Linked DNA regions of Rattus norvegicus: region 2 is linked to region 1. Evidence: chromatin contacts called from public Hi-C data. All regions are on one chromosome and are shown on one strand. The core of a region is the stretch at or near the end of the contact, and the rest is flanking DNA. Distances in the headings are between cores, read along the strand shown.

What was found. A called contact is a pair of places that touch in the nucleus more often than the background predicts.
Region 2: a contact with region 1 is called in a Hi-C map of liver, with 4 times the contacts expected there. The contact joins two enhancer-like sites. A contact is called at or near these places in 2 of 12 Hi-C or Micro-C datasets (liver and mammary epithelial cells).

Annotation. Positions count from the first base shown.
Region 1 is chr3:65,647,945-65,655,870 of GRCr8, forward strand. Rbms1 (RNA binding motif, single stranded interacting protein 1) reads right to left here. Exons shown (of 14, transcript NM_001012184.1): 3 at 3,176-3,234. Among named protein-coding and RNA genes, the nearest start is that of Itgb6, 120 kb to the left of the region's middle. Within about 2 kb of position 3,092, at least 12 of the 93 cell types and tissues checked have an H3K27ac peak or open chromatin away from gene starts, as enhancers often do. A contact at or near this core is called in liver, where this site is marked.
Region 2 is chr3:66,211,828-66,219,753 of GRCr8, forward strand. No RefSeq gene overlaps it. Among named protein-coding and RNA genes, the nearest start is that of Tank, 310 kb to the right of the region's middle. Within about 2 kb of position 4,299, at least 22 of the 93 cell types and tissues checked have an H3K27ac peak or open chromatin away from gene starts, as enhancers often do. A contact at or near this core is called in liver, where this site is marked.

The DNA.
Region 1 (7,926 bases), core at 1,842-4,341:
CACGGTATCGGGGGATCCTAAGCGGACGCCCTGCTCTACTGAACTGATGCAGCTCCTGCTGATGGACACTTCTTCCACCAGCTCTGCCAAAGCCAACACAGCACGATAAGCGGAGCATCTCTCCTCTGATGCTGTTCCTTGTACCCGAGGTTGCAATCTGCTCATGTCATAGAGCCGTTCTTTCTACTGACTCAGTAAAAACACATCATCCCGCCATTACTAGTGTGTGCTTCTGGTCTTTGCTGAAACCTACAGTAAGAATTCATAACTACTTACTGAAGGCAAGCACAACAGGTAAGCACGCAACTGTGGGCTTTCCCTTCACCTGTGCTTTCAGGTAAAGACCTTTAAAAGTTTATATAGGGGCTGGAGGACCAATTAGGCTTCTTTATATAAACAGGGCTACCGCTGTCTTTGAAGGTGGGGCTTACTAAGTAACACGCAGATTTGCTCACTGAGCTCCAAGGAGATAAACCATCAGGACTTAAGAGACCAACAGTCATGTTTACCTTGCTTACTGAAGCCAGCCCCACTGTGAGATGGCTGGATACAGCACAGCTGTGTTTTCCCTTTCTGCCTTGGCTTCTTTCAGACCCAGGCTTGTTGGTGATAAAATGAACGTCTCTGCCCTCGCTCTATCTATCAGCCGAATCGATCTGCACCCCCTTTCCTTATGTGCTAATGTATGCATGTGCTCTCCTCTTCTCTGTAACCCAGTTTCCTGGTGCATCCTTGGTGAGTGTTCTTGTCCTGCCCTGCCTACGTGGTAAGCACTTAAAACCCACACGTCTGCTGCCAAATTCTGACCAAAACTAAAATACAGAATACCAACCGAATCTTCAGCGGCTAACATACCTTAAGCAGACTTAATATTTTCTTTTAGCTTAATTTCATCCAAAACAGAAGTCTTGGTGTCATGTGTGAATTTCTTGAATATATTTAATCTCTAAAAGTTATATTTAATATAGTATTTCTCACTTAAAGTAATTTTCTATAATCTCTTACGGTCTAAGTTATCTATATTCACCATAACTATAAGTGAAAAAAACCACACACACACACAGATACATACATATATATATATATATATATATATATATATTTATATATATATATACTAACCATAGCAAGTTACCATGGGTAGCACGTTGTCTGGCTTTCTTATGAACCGAACTGTTACTTTTCATTTGTCTCAACATTACTCCCCCCATCCCACAAACTCATCCTGGCCTACATGACTTTACAAACCCACTCTGGATCACCTTCTCCTCTTATCCATATGCCACACCCCTATGTAGCCTATGTACACTGCCCAGAGGCTAGTGACACTGAGAATTGTGGGTGGGATCATGCTTGGCCCCACACAGGGCAGCGTCTCCCAAAACCTGCTGACGGGAAGGTGTCCAGGCCACTTGCTGGATTGAATGTCAGTTCTGAATCACCTTTACCTTTCTTTAGAAGCCTCATTAATCTCTCTACTTTATCTATGGACACTTTCCAATCATGCAGCGTTGCATATGGTAGCGTGGGATTAGCTGTCATTTCTTTTTACTCATGCCCTTGCCTAGACCACACTGAGCATGGGGTAGAATTTTGGCTTCTAGGAAAACAGCAGCCATGGGAGAAGAGAAGAGCAGTGTCCTTCAGTGTAGCATGTGCTGGATGGAGAGTTTAACTAGGAGGAGGGGTTCTTTGCTACTCATGGCGGCAGCTCTCACTTTTCAGCATCCTGAACCGCTACATCAGATTCCTTTTGGGTGAGGAAGAAGGGGGGAGAGGTATGACAGGCTAAAACCATTTATCCACTGTTTATTTTTTTCCCAGTTTCAGGCTCACTTTGAGATCAGCTTCCTGCTTTGGGGTTAGCAAGAGCCTGTTTTTCTCCATAAAACCGAAGGACATTTTTGTTTGTTTGTTTGTTGTTTATATTTGTGTGTGTGTCTCCCTGATTGTCCAAGTCATTTATTGATGTTAAGGAAGCTTAATCTTGGCAGCTAAGTGCATGCACTTCCGCACGCATTTGACTCTCTCTGGTTTAATTCATTTTAAATATTTATTGGGTACCGTTCTACATAAAGCGCACTCTATTCACTATCCTAAGGCAAAACTGCCTTAATATGCCATGTTGATTAAACATGGGCTTAGATATTTGCCACAATAGCTCCTTTAAATCCAGGCACTTTGAAGAGGAGAGAGTACAATGGACCACTTCAAGTCTAGATTAAAGGGAAGGACCGGCTTACAAGCGGAGGCCTCACCATAGGCCCCATTTATGTTCCCTGCCTTTTTCATTGCTAAGCCAATGCCCCATCACCACTACTTGAAGAACTAGGGTCTAATTAACGAGCAGATTTGCCTTCTCTGCCTATTTCTGTCAACCTTGCTTCAATTCCCAGGGTCAGTAGTTAGATTCAAAGTCAGCTGACTCCATTCTTCCATTTTCCTAGAAATCACATGCCTATTGTTAAGATGCTGGATCATTAAAAGTCAGAGGCACACAGCATCTGCGCTGCCCTGCTCCAGCCGCTTGCACTCCCAGCTCAAGGAGCCGGATGAGCTCATCCTAATTGCATGGAAAACTGAAGGTCAGTGCATCAAATTAATGCAGCAGCATATTTCAAAGGGGCACATGACCTCCTCTCCCCGGTACAATTTGGTCAGTGAAAATGGCTCTCTCCTCCCTGCTGCCAATATTGTCAACAGGCATTCAGCAGAGAACAATCGGGAGTATTGAAACATGTAATTAAGTACTGCTTAAAACTACTCTATTCTAATTAATAGAGCCAATTTACACAATATGTAATCTTTTCAGTTCTTTAGTACAGTCCAACGGTCTTCAGTAAGCAGCTCTAATCTCCTCGGGCTCAGGAAAGAAAAGCTATTCTCCAGTCCTGCTCCCCCTTTTAAAGGCAGGGGCTGAAAGCCAATTCGTAGTTTGCATGTTAACTCTACTGGCGCCAAATCCTGAATGCTGGCAAACTGCGGGTTGCTGGGTTTCCAGCCAAAATTCAACCCGGGACAAACAAACGTAAGCAATATGCAGACATTGTGCAAGAGAGAGACCGGGTGCCGCAGGAGATGTGGCTTTTTCAGACCGTGAGGTTGTGAAACCTAGGGCTGTTGCACGGTCTTTCTACAGCCATGAGTGAGTACACAGAGGCCCACAGGAACGTACCTTTGCACTTGTTGGTTGCCTTATCCAAAATCGCCTTCGTGGAGACAATCTTCCCGTATCTAAAACAAAAGGGAAGAGAAGAAGTTACAAGGAGCTGTTATTCACGGCTAAGTCCAAAGAACACACACACACACACACATTTTTTTTTTTTGTCAAACATCTGCAAACTTTAAAGCACAAAATGTTCTTTAATAAGGGGAAACGCAAGGAGATTTCTGAACTTTAAACTAAAAAAAAAAAAAAAAGAAGGAATGGTCAGGCTTCCCCTTTGAAGCTCTGTATTAAGTTTGATGTTTAGCTTTGAAGAACAGGTACTTTCCTGACAATCTTCAAGAAAAAAAAAATGAACAAAACACTCTATAAAAAAAAATTTTCCCCCTTCTGGTAACATTATGTCTGTGGCCAACTACAAAGTCAAATACAAGGCCACTGATCTATTACAGTTCTATGACCCACACAGCTTTTTATGAAATACAGTCAGGGAGACAGTTGTTGCTTCATTCTATTCATCCTGGTTCAGGGAGCAGTGCTGTGTGGCCGGAGGCTGGGTGGCAGGTGTTTATGTGCTGTGCTTATCAAACTTAATGGCAAAAGATAGGGGCTTTTCTTCTTTTGCCAAAGACTTCTATACTTTTAGACATCACTAATATCACTTCTACCTCAGTAGTCGCTGCTCGGTTGGCAAGAGTGAGCATGTGCACGTGCATGAGATAGGCTGTGGAGACCACAAAACAGCAAACTGGGATTAATCCCTAGTTATCGCTGCGTTCATGAGAAATGGGGTTGGATTCCTTAGGGTGTCATAGAAATCGGGGTGAGGAAAAATGCAGAATGTTCTGACTTGGTGCACTGCTGCTAAAGGTTAAATATAATTTATAAACATGCACAGAATACTAACCCCACACCCTCTTGGTGCGGACCCTAGGAAAGGCGCTACAACCTGTACTTGGTTTTTAAATGCTCAGGGGAAAGTTTGGAAAAATATTTAAAATTTTAAAATCAAGGTAAACTTTGGAGAAATGTGCAGGAGATATCTGGGGCCTAAATTTCCTCATGTATACACACTAAGTTCTAAAATTCCATTTTCCTGATGGTTAATTGACACGTTTTTAAAACATGTCCTTTTATGCCTTGAATTATCATGACTGGCTTTTGAGGATTAGAAAAAGATGGAGTCTTCTTGCTGAGGAGTCTCTGGGTGGCTGTCCACTTGTCTGGCGTGTCACAAGTACTCTGAGGTACTGAGGAGGAAGAGAAACTTAAGTGTCTCAAGCGGGTTAGGCAATCAAAGAGTTCTACATTAGGTTTCACGCTCTGAATATTATATATATTATATACTTGTCCTTGTATGTGAATGTGGCTGAAACACATTTGTCTGTGAGAAACTAATGGCGAGAGCCACCTCTCTTGTCCATTTAAGTCCCCTCCTTCCACTCTGGATAATCATGTAGTCAAGTGAGTTCTAACTAGGCATGAAAGTAAGGATAATTTAAGGTTCGAATGATAATTACATCCATGAGGCATAATGCAGCACGAACACCTTCAATTCCCAGAAGAAACCCCGAGTGCTCATAATCACATTACTATGGATCGCCAAGTTTACAGAAATAGACGTAAAGAACAACGGATGCCAGAAACGAAGAAAGGCAGACCTAAGGACGGCCCATCAGCACCTGCTCCTTTGCCAAGGTCACATGCTTCCTTATTCTCTGCACTCACTCTCTCATGGGCAGTGGTCAACGGAAGCATTTCTTAGACTCCGTCACACTCATCCAACAGCAGGGATGGCTGGTACGACTCTTATGCCTGAGGTCTCTAAGAGACAGTCTCTCTGTCAGCCAGAGAGCAGGGCACTTAAGAGGCCAGGGGTTGGCACCGTCTCTTCCGCTGCTGCTCTGAACCCTTTGTGATGGCGAAGACAGAGAGATGTAGGGAAGTAAAGAGGACAACACACAGGCCATGCCACATCCCTGCCCACCGTGCCCTTCCTTCTCTGCTGACTGCGACATTGAAGCTCACCCTCACACCTATGCTGTGTGCATTTCTCTTCACTGTGGGAGACCCCTCAGGGGTGCCTCTCATTCCATTCCAGTGGCCCATGCAGGGGTGCCTGGGTCCACTCTGCTTCTCTACTCCCTCCTTACATTTAATATGTGACCCTTGACCGTCTTTATTTGGACATTTATCCAGAGATATGGCTGCAATTAATTTTTGTATGGTATTTCTCTTCCTAGCTTTTGTTTCTGTCTTAACCTTTCTTTCTACCTAAGTGTATTAATATTACACTAGGCTATCAAGTATTAGTTAGAAATGGCCTCGTGCCCACCACTGTTTAAAGTTTATTCTCAAAAGCATTCCAAACACATATTCCATCTTCCCCTTGGTCTATATTCAGTAGCGTAGCACTTTACTCTCCCCTTTCTGCCAAACTCAGGTTACCCAGGACTGTGTCAATACACGCACTCTGAATGCAGACAGTAATCCTGCTGAGTTTTGTCCTGATGCTTCCAAAATTCCCAATCCTGTCTAGACTTACTTAAAAAGCACCGAAAACCCTCCCAGACTCCTCACCACTGGTCCTTCTAAGAGGACCCATCTGCCACATAAATCCACCTCGAACACCATTGTAGACATGCCCACGCCACCTGCCCATTACCTCAGCTTACCATCCTGATCCTGGAGAACCTGTGCAAATCTTATTTTCCCAGAAGCCGGCCCTAATTGTCTCACTGATTCACTGAAGAAATAATAAAGGGGATTATAGTTACCGAAGTCCTACTTACACTCTTAAGGGCCGGGCCACGAGCAAGGATGAGGATACGTGTGGTGGGTGTGTTCGACGCGGTACGTGTTTTATGTTTTTTTTTTTTAATCGGTTGCTACTCCTATTTTTGTGAACGGTAAAACAACAACAACAACAAAACAACAACAAACCAACCAACCAAACAAACAAAAAAAAACCAACCCAAACAAACAGGACCATGGTTTAAGCCTAAGAGTTTGCCTAAATTTCTGAAGTTCAAAAAAACCCACAGTCTTAAAGTTTTCACTGCAGGCTGTCTCTGAAGTGCTTGTGAGAGGCAGTTTGTCCTTCAGAAGGAGTTGGGAGGACCAGATGGTCTCCTCCACCTCAGTACTGACTCTCTGTTTCCCCCCCAAGGCCGAGCAGTGTTTACTTTTTAGCACGAAACAAAAACACAGGGCTCCAGACTGACAAAGGGGAAAGTAACAGAGGAGGCGCTTCTGAAATTTACCAGTTTTACTTTTCCGCTGTGGCTTTCATCAGCTCGTGGGCTAGGACAGAAAGACTGTGATTTCACAGAAAGTTACGAGGGTTTCACTGTCTGAGGAGTCACGGTCTGCTGGCTCCTGCACACAGTGAGGTGATTATCTGGAGCCACTGAGGGGTGTTGAGGGGTTTCGCTTTCATTAAACATCTCCCGTGCTGTCCACTCAGAAGCTACGCCCAGAGCGCAATGCCAAATGGCCAGCACTGCTCTGACAGCTTTACTTGCAATGAGGTTTAATAATGGGGGTGGTGAGGGTGGCGGGGGTTGGGGGTGCAATTAGAACTTAATCTGAATCTACTGTCAATCACCCAGCGCCCACAAGATTAACAGATGTTTGGGTACAAATTCATAAAGGGATAAGAACTTTCAGCTACCCTTGTTCCCATTTAGATTTTTTTTTAAATTATTGAGGAAGAGAGATGTACACTGTACTGGGTAAACGCTGACTCTAAGAACACCAAGCAGGACATACCCAGGAATGTAAGGTCCAGGGCTGTGGGGAAGCCAGTATGTCTGTGTTCCTCTTTAGGTTTTATCCAACTTCAAAGTAACTAGGCTCAGGCCACAGCCCTCTCGCTACCCCTCATCATAATACTCTTGGCTAAGAGGAGTTAATCCACTCCAGAGGAAGCAGTGGCAGAAAAAGGATAAAGAGTAATTAAGAGACGGTGACTGGAGAATAATTAGAATTTCAAAGGGAGAGGATAACAAGTTAGGAATTCACATTGAGGCCCCTTGCTCTTGCAGACCTGGCTGAAGACCTGCTCAAGATGTACTGAAGCTCCTTTGGTTTGCAATATATCTTTATTCCTCCCCCGTTTCTGCTTACGAGTAAAACCAAACATATTTTAGTTTTAATTAAACAATTATTTGCTGTCCCCATAGCTTTCTCCTTACAGAATTATAACCTCCCCCATTTCTTTGGTTTATCTTAAATCCCGAAAGCCATATACTACTGAAATTAGAACACAGATTCTTAGGTTGACAAAATTAAAATCGCCTAAAGTCCTAGGTCTGAGTGTCCGTGTACCTCCTTACAGGGTGTGAGCATTGGCTGTGCGTGTGTAAAGGAGTGCACCCTCTGTTCCCTTCCCCACTTTCCAGCCCCTCTTCCCAGTTACAGGAGAGCTTAGAAAATGGGAGCCTACACCAGCCACCACCGACAGATGGCGATCGTGGTTGACATGTTCCCTTAACACTTGGCATTTCAAAAGTTTAAATGCTGGCGGTGCTTGTACTAGATTTGGAATATGCTATGGACATTCCCGAGGCATCATTTATTGCTTACTAATCATTAAAAATAGTCGATGGGAATATTAAAAATAACGTATTTGTAGTGCTAACAGAAAAGGACACATTTGAAAAAGCCAAATATTGCTCATGAGTACAGGAGGGTGGCTTATGTTCAGATTCGAGATGATATGACTGCGTAAGTGGTAACAGACAGCAAGGTGGACAGAC
Region 2 (7,926 bases), core at 3,049-5,548, 570 kb after region 1:
TAAGTGACAAGGCAGAGAAACTACTTAAAAGACATATAAGAGATGCTCTGAATCCACGGGACTACTTTGATCCTTTTAATTATCTTTGTGTAAGCATGCATGTGTGAATGTGTGTGGGTGTGTGTGTGTGTATGTATGTATGTATGTATGTATGTATGTATGTATGTATGTTCCATGCGTATGTAGGTCAGAGGCCAGCACTCTTTCCTTCTACCTTGTAGGTTCAAACATGTTGTTAGTTCCTAGTTTCCTAGCTTTTTGTTTATTTTTTAAGATTTACTTATTTATTATATGTATATGAGCACACTGTCACTGTCTTCAGACACAAAAGAGGGCATAAGGTCTCATTACAGATGGTTGTGAGCCACCAGGTGGTTGCTGGGAATTGAACTCAGGACCTCTGAAAGGGCAGCTAGTACTCTAAACCACTGAGCCGTCTCTCCAGCCCCCTAATTCCCTAGTATTAATGTATGGTTTCATTACACATTTTGTCTCTTGGGCGGCCAAATTTATTTCATGAATGGAACAGTATACACCACATATCAAGTGTATATAGTCAAGTAAGATTGAGACCTTGGATTATGCAAATCTAGCCTTATAGGATGCCTTAGTGACTTCAGCGAATGCAGTTTCAGCAATATAGGGGGATGGAGACGCCCGAGTAGGTGACTGCAGACAACATCAGCTCTGAAGATAAAGGAAGGAAGACAGCTGCAGCTACAGGAGGGTGTGAGCTCCAAGCAAATTCCTGAATGTGATCTGGAGGTATTTATACAGCTTTTAAGGGGCGAAAAGGGAACGTTTTCTTAAGATGAAAGTGGCTGCCATTTTAACTGCTACTAGAAAGAACTGGGTAAAAAAATTAAAGTTAGATGTGAGAGACGGAATAAATTAAAAGTTCCTAAGAGAGTAGCTACATAGAAAGTCCAGGGAACACAAGGAACTACTGAGGGACAATGTCCTCTGCGCTGTAACTGAATGGAAGGTGTGTATGTGTGTTGGGGGTGGGATATAAACTCTTTGTAGATGGGATCATTGGAAATTAAGGAACTCTGTCTCTAACAGTTTTAATGTGTGATGTAAAGAACAGACTCAAGCCAGGTACTGAGAAAGGGGGCACACACTGCTCAGGAATGGAAAAGCATAGAAAAGTTGGAAGGTGGCTTTGGAAAGGAATAGTAGACAGATGCCAGCAGGAGATTGAAAGCTAAGTATATGCTGGAGATCATGAGTATATGAAACTTGTACCCTTTCTTGGCTGGACCTACACAAGGTGAGGTATTCCTAAACCAGCATATTCTCTCTCTCTCTCTCTCTCTCTCTCTCTCTCTCTCTCTCTCTCTCTCTCTCTCTCTCTCTCTGTCTCTCTCTCTCTCTCTGTCTCTGTCTCTGTCTCTCTCTCTCTCTTGTAGAAAATAAAAGGCAAATTTCCTCTTTGTGCAGAGGAAGTACATGGCTATTCAGTTACCTTGACAATGAGATGTGAGATAATGCTGCAAGGAAGTTGCTCTAGGGGGCGAGCGTGTGAAAACAGGAGGTGGCTGATCCATCAGCAAGGGTCTGTTGAGCGATGTTTGGGAAGTCCTGAGGAGGTGAAACTTTAACAAACAAGCTGGAAGGTTGGGGACTTCTCAGCAAGAGGACTGTTTAAAAAAGGTAATTTCAGAGGTGGTGTCGTAGTGTCGATAAGTGACAGAGTATGGTTTTGGAAGAAGTGACTGTAAGAGCGATGGAGAAGGCAGACATTGGAGAGCTGGGCAGAAGCAGAAGCTGAATGAGGTGGGAACTCAGTAAATGTAGAGGACAAAGAATCTTACGGTGGAGAGTGGAAGACTGAGAAGGTCAAACAATCCAAAGTTCATCCTGTTTGTTTGTGGGAAGCTTAGGTGAAGCAAAGACAGTGGCGTAGATGAAAGAGCTCCAAGTTTACCTCCTAACCCTAGTGGACCGGTGTAGTGTGCCTGTGCGCATGCGGGATGCGGTGTAGTGTGCCTGTGCGCATGCGGGATGGGAAGTGGGGTTGTAATGCTGGTCTGAAAGGGCCATAGGGTACGGTGTCTCCTACGGACAGAGGAAGGTTCTAAAGAAGGTGGAAGAGTGAGTGGGCATGGAGAAAATCTCACTGATCATGAATAATGATGACCCCCACCCCCAGAGAGCTGGGAGAAGGGTCTCAGATGGAGAGGGTGGGATGGGGTTGAAACAGCCTGGATCAGAGCCATAGCCTCGTGTAGACAAATCTGCAGAAATAGAAAGGAAATGTGTATGCCTGAGGTAGAGGTACGAATGGGGACTGTCTACAATGTATAACTGAAATGTATAACTTTTTGACCTTATAGATGCTCTGCTAAAATTGATTTGTGGTGCTGCTGTCAAGCGATGTAAGTGTGTCATAACGGTTGATTTGTAGACCCACAATGAGTGGATTTATTGTATTTAAGCTATACCTAAGCAAAACTGTTTTAAGTTATTAAAGGGCTATCCATGTTTGAAGGTTTAAACAGACAAGTGGCTTTCAAAGAAGGTGTCAGAATGGCCGACAAACAAGAGACAACACTCAGGATCATTAGTACTTAACGTGAAATTTAGAGCCACACAGTGTTATCCTAGAGGTTGAAGGGAAAAGTGGACAATGTCAAAGGTGGGAGAGGAGGAGTCTTCAATACTCTGCTACTAGGAAAAAAACAAAACAAAGCAAAAACAAAAACAACTCAAACCTAACCTCTATGGTACAGCACATTGTCTCCATGACTACATATGTATCCAGGAGAAAAGAAAGCACTTCCCCAACGCATGCAGAAACTTCACAGCAACTTTTTGTTTAAATCCTCTTCTTGGTAAATAATCTGAATGTTTTTAAGTAGCAAATAGAGTTAAGAGGAAAACATAATGTTCCATAGAGTACTGTACAATGGGGTGGGGAGTAAAGGGAGACAGGTCACAGAGACAGACAGTGACGATAGACATATCCATCATGAATGAATCTATAATTCTGTTGCTTAAAAAAAAATCTATAGCCTGAGTCAATAAATAGTAAGGGAGAACAAATAAGACAATTTTGTTTATATGAAGGCAGTTCATTGTCTAGCTGGGGGCTGGAGTGGTTTAGGAGGAAAGGGAGAAATTATAAAAGCTTACAAGGAGACTTTTGAGACAGGTAGATGTGCTCATTGGTTTTATTTTGGTGATAGTTCACAGTGCACTAATACCTGCAAACTCATCAAATTGTGCATCTTAGCATACAGTTGTCTGGGGAAATACATATGTATATATTCTTCTTATGTCTCCTGGTGTAAGCAATTCCTTCAGCAGCAAGTCACAAGATAAAGTGGAGGCTCCCATCACAAAATGTCTTCTGACCAAGTGTTAGAGCCTCTTAAAAGCCACCAGTGACTCCTTCCCTCTCATTACCTTATCTTCCGGCAGGATGTAGCTTTGCATCCTAATCTGAGACCTAATTGAAACCATTTTAAGTTAAAGGGGGTTGGGGGGGGTGGTTTTGAGGCAAACCCAAGACAGAACAGCCTACAAAAGGCACCAGGGGTACAGACAAGCCACTCAAGTTTCCCAGTGTTCTTGTTGGGTTTTATGGTCTCAAATCAGCTGTCTTCCACAGGCCAGAAGAATGGCCCCAAATCAGCTTCTAACTCACTTTATTATTTATTAGAGCCTCACAGCCAAAGAGAACTAAGTCTGCACCAAACTGCAGTTCACGGGGGGGGGGGGGGGGGGGGTAAGCGCTATCTCACATCCAGGTCTCCCAATCAAAGAGTGGAGTCTGGAGGACTGGTTCCTGCAGTGCAGACAGGGGTTTAGGAGTGAGGAGAGGTATGGGAAATGGAGACCTATTAGCCAGAAAGTTTCCATCCCATCCAGAATCCTAAACTCTTGGCAAGATGCGAAGGCTGTGTTTGCTTGTTTAGTTGTATTCTGTTTTTACTGGCTGTGGCACCAGGCTTGCATTCCTTTCCCAGAACTGTCTTATCCAGAAGATAACTGGTAACAGTCCCCAGGAGACCACCCCCCTGCCTATCTAGAAGGCGTTTCCTAGTTGCTCTTTCTCAACCATAAAACAGAAAAGTAAGGTAATGTTCACTTTTTACCACTCACTGAAATAGCAGCTGTAATTTCTTTTTTATCTTCTTGCCCCATTTATCTTTCAAATCCATTTCTCATCCCCTCTCTAGCTGCCCCCAAGGATGTTTATATCTAAAATGACTCAGGAAGGAAGTAGGGTTTGGCAGACACCCGCCTGCTTTTATGCCTTGGGAACAGGCTCCTCACCCCCAGAGAATAAGGTCAGTTTAATCCACTCCTGTGGGTGAATTTAGTCAGCAAGGACTGGTTGAATCACCCAGCCTGTGTTGCCCAATCACAGGGAAAATGAAGCAACTTTGTATTGTATTAGGGACAACTGTTGAGTTAGGAATGGGTAACTATTTAGAGCTATATCAAATAACAAAAGATGTTTCATTTTACAAACTTCAAAGAGTTTCCATTTCAAGTCCTCTTCGGCTCTGACGGAAGTGAAGTTGAAGGTTGTTGTTTATTAGGGGTTTTTTTATTATTATTATTGTGTTTCCTCTGCCATCAGAAACACGAAACCAGACTATCATCTTTTCATATTTTATTTAAAACAATGTTTATTTGCTTTCAGAAACCATTATGAAACTAAAGGTTGTTCCTACCCTTGTCTAAACCACCACTTTCAAAAGTACGTTCTTTGTTAGTTATTTTTCAGTATTTCCAAATTCACTTCAAAGAGTCTGGTTAATATTTAAAAGACTGTTCCCGAAGTCTTCCACCACATGCATAATTTCTATCTTCCCATGAGCATCTCTGCTCTAGGCCAATTGGGAATTCTATTAGAAGAATTTAAGCTTCTTGTGGTCCAAATCTACCGATAACTCCCAGACACATCTCTTTCACTCACTCTCTCAATTGTGCTCTCCTCTCCTCTTCCCCCTCTCTCTCCCACACCGGCCCCACCCCCAGCATAGCTATATAATTTCTAAGCCATCACTTCGAAGTGTGTTATATAATTTGTCTTTTAAATCCTTAAGGTTTACCACAGACACGGGTGTCACCCGTGAGGTTGAGAGAAAACAATGCAGCTTCTCCACTTGGAGGGAGAATGGAGACAGTAAAAGCCCAGGCTGTGGTGTGTTCACTTTTTGTCCTGTGGTTATGTGTGTTACTGGGAGAAAAAACACAGTTTATAGTTTTGGACAGTGGCTTTTCAGTAGTCATGTGGCAGGAGGCCTGAAACACTGAGAAGTAAACTAGCCAACGGCCCTACTCCATTCACCTCCCAGTTTTACAGCCCAACCCACCCAAGCTCACTGTCCAGAATTCTCTCAGCTAGTTCATGGTAGTTACCCAAGCCGGCCTTCCTATTTTCAAATAATGCATATATATCTATATATAGATATCTATATATCTGTATACAGATATATAGACACACACACACACACACACACACACACACACACACACACACACACTGCTAGTCCCCGACTGTTGATTTTAGACATTAGCTTCTTCTTAGGCTTAGCAGAGATTTAACTCAGCAACCCATTTTCTCAGCGCAATGCATTTTCAGTTACCTTGTGTGATTCTGAAAACATCACTTCTAAATAGTCTACCTTCCATTGTTTATCTTGGTTTTTGTTGTTGTTGTTTCCTTTTGTTTTCAAGTGACCTGTCTTATCAGATGCTCCTTTTCCACACACACACACACACACACACACACACACACACACACACACACACACACACACACAGGCCCCCATGCCCTCTGTCCCCTGGCTGAGATGTTTGCTTCCTGTCCCTTCCCAACCTCCCCACCCCCATGCTTTCAGGATCCCCGCATCTCCCCCTCACTCCTTTCAGCCCTTCTTTTGGGTGGAAGCTTCTCAGCTTCTCAAGAAAGAGATAAGAGAAATACAGGTTCTGGTTCCAGCGTGTCAGGAAATGTCCTTTCCTGTTCGCACATTTGATTAATCGCTGGGCTGGGTGTTCCATTCCAAGGTTAAGATCACAATCTCCCAGATTTTTTTTTAAACCCATTGCTCCATTACTGGCCCAGAGCCAGCGGTGGTGAAAAGTCTCATTTGAATTTGTCCCACAAATCTGTATTGATTGCTCACAAAGGACTAGGCTCTGCTCCGAATACAACAGGTCATAAGGACACAGAAGCCTCACCTACAGAGAGTTTTCTTCCCAGCTCTGGGAAGTAGAAAATCAATGAGGAACCAGTACAAAAGGTCTGCGTAGCCATGCAAGCAGGCCTGTGACCCCAGCGTTCAGACAGCAGAGGCAGGTGCAATTCTGTGAGTTTGAGGCTAGCCTTGTTTATGTTGGGAGCTCCAGGCCAGCCAGGACTACATAGTAAGACCTTGTTGAAAGAAAAATTAATGAATAAATGAAAACCACAAAGTAACGTAGGAAAGAAGAGCAGAGATACTTCTTGGTGACGGTGGCCGGGGTAGTTGGTGCTGTGGTGGTGCCGCTAGTTGAAACCTAAACAAGGCCAGAGAGGTCTAGGAGACCATTGAAAGCAGAGGAAACCCCAAGTTTGAGGATCAGAGGCAGAACCAGCTTAGGGATTTCAGGTAGAGATGCCTGAGGAGCCGCGAGCCTGTGACACAGAAAGGTGAGCTCACAGGGAAGGTTTGGTCCTGCTCCGGTTCATGATGAGTCTCGTAAAATATGAACGTCACTTCTCATTCTCTCTCTGCCTCTCTCTCTCTCTCTCTGCCTCTTTCAGTCTCTCCCTCCCTCCCCCTTCCTCCATCCCCTCGTCCTTTCTCCTTCCTCCCCACCTCTATCTCAGTGGTATTTTGTGCACAGGTGACCGTGGACTTCCTGTATCGCTCACCATTTTCCCAGACGGACTCTCAGTGAACCTGGAGTTCAGGTTTAGCTAGACTAGCAAGCTCTGCGGATCCTCTTGTCTCTACCTCCCGAGCCCTAGGATTACAGTTATACACCAGCTTTTCCTTTGTTGATGCTGAGGATCTGAACTCGGGTCCTGTGCTCATGTGACAAATGCTTCACCGACTGAGCCACCTGACAAGAGTCTTCCACTGTATTTTATCTTACCGTATATCTGAAGATAACAGAGAACAATGTTAATATATGTAATGTCTGTTACATGTAGTCACAGTATTTTCTGCAACTTTCTGCCACCTTTTCACTTAAAAGAATATGTATGTACTTAGTTTAGTTTAATGGAATGTTTTCGCTATCAGTAAGAGATTTCTTTTTGCTGCACAACACATTGGTACTATCATATAAATTAAGACTGTTGCCAAATTTAGAAATCCTTCTATTACATTTTTTTCCATTATATAACCAAAAATTTCAGGACATTTCAAGGTGTCATGGATAATTGCTAGTCTTATAGAATTTTTAGACTGATGACATTCATTAACAAACCTGTCACAAATGGCTTCATTGTGGGAGCTCATGGTGAGTTTTTAAGTTCTCTTTGCAATGTCAATATTTCATATAAAACAGTAAGAAATTAAATTTCTCTTTGTGTTTATGTCCTCATTAATTGGATTATCAAATTATCCAAACAGCATGTTTATTATTTCTTTAACAGTTTTTTATTTTTATTACATTTACTTAGAGAGAAGTGCACACAGCATGGCACATATATAGAAGTCAAATTCTTTACTTTTAGCTCAAAATTTTATCTTAATAAATTATTGTTCTTGAACTTCCTAAAAATAGTTCATGTTGCTTTTTAATCTCAGCATTCTTACCACTTATGTTTCATATTCTTCTAAGTTTGTATAGAAATTTTCTTTGTTTCTAAGGAAAACCTACACACACACACACACACACACACACACACACACACAATGTTAGCATTTGAACAATTGTTGAAGATCATTTAGCCTCTGAGGCATTCTGATC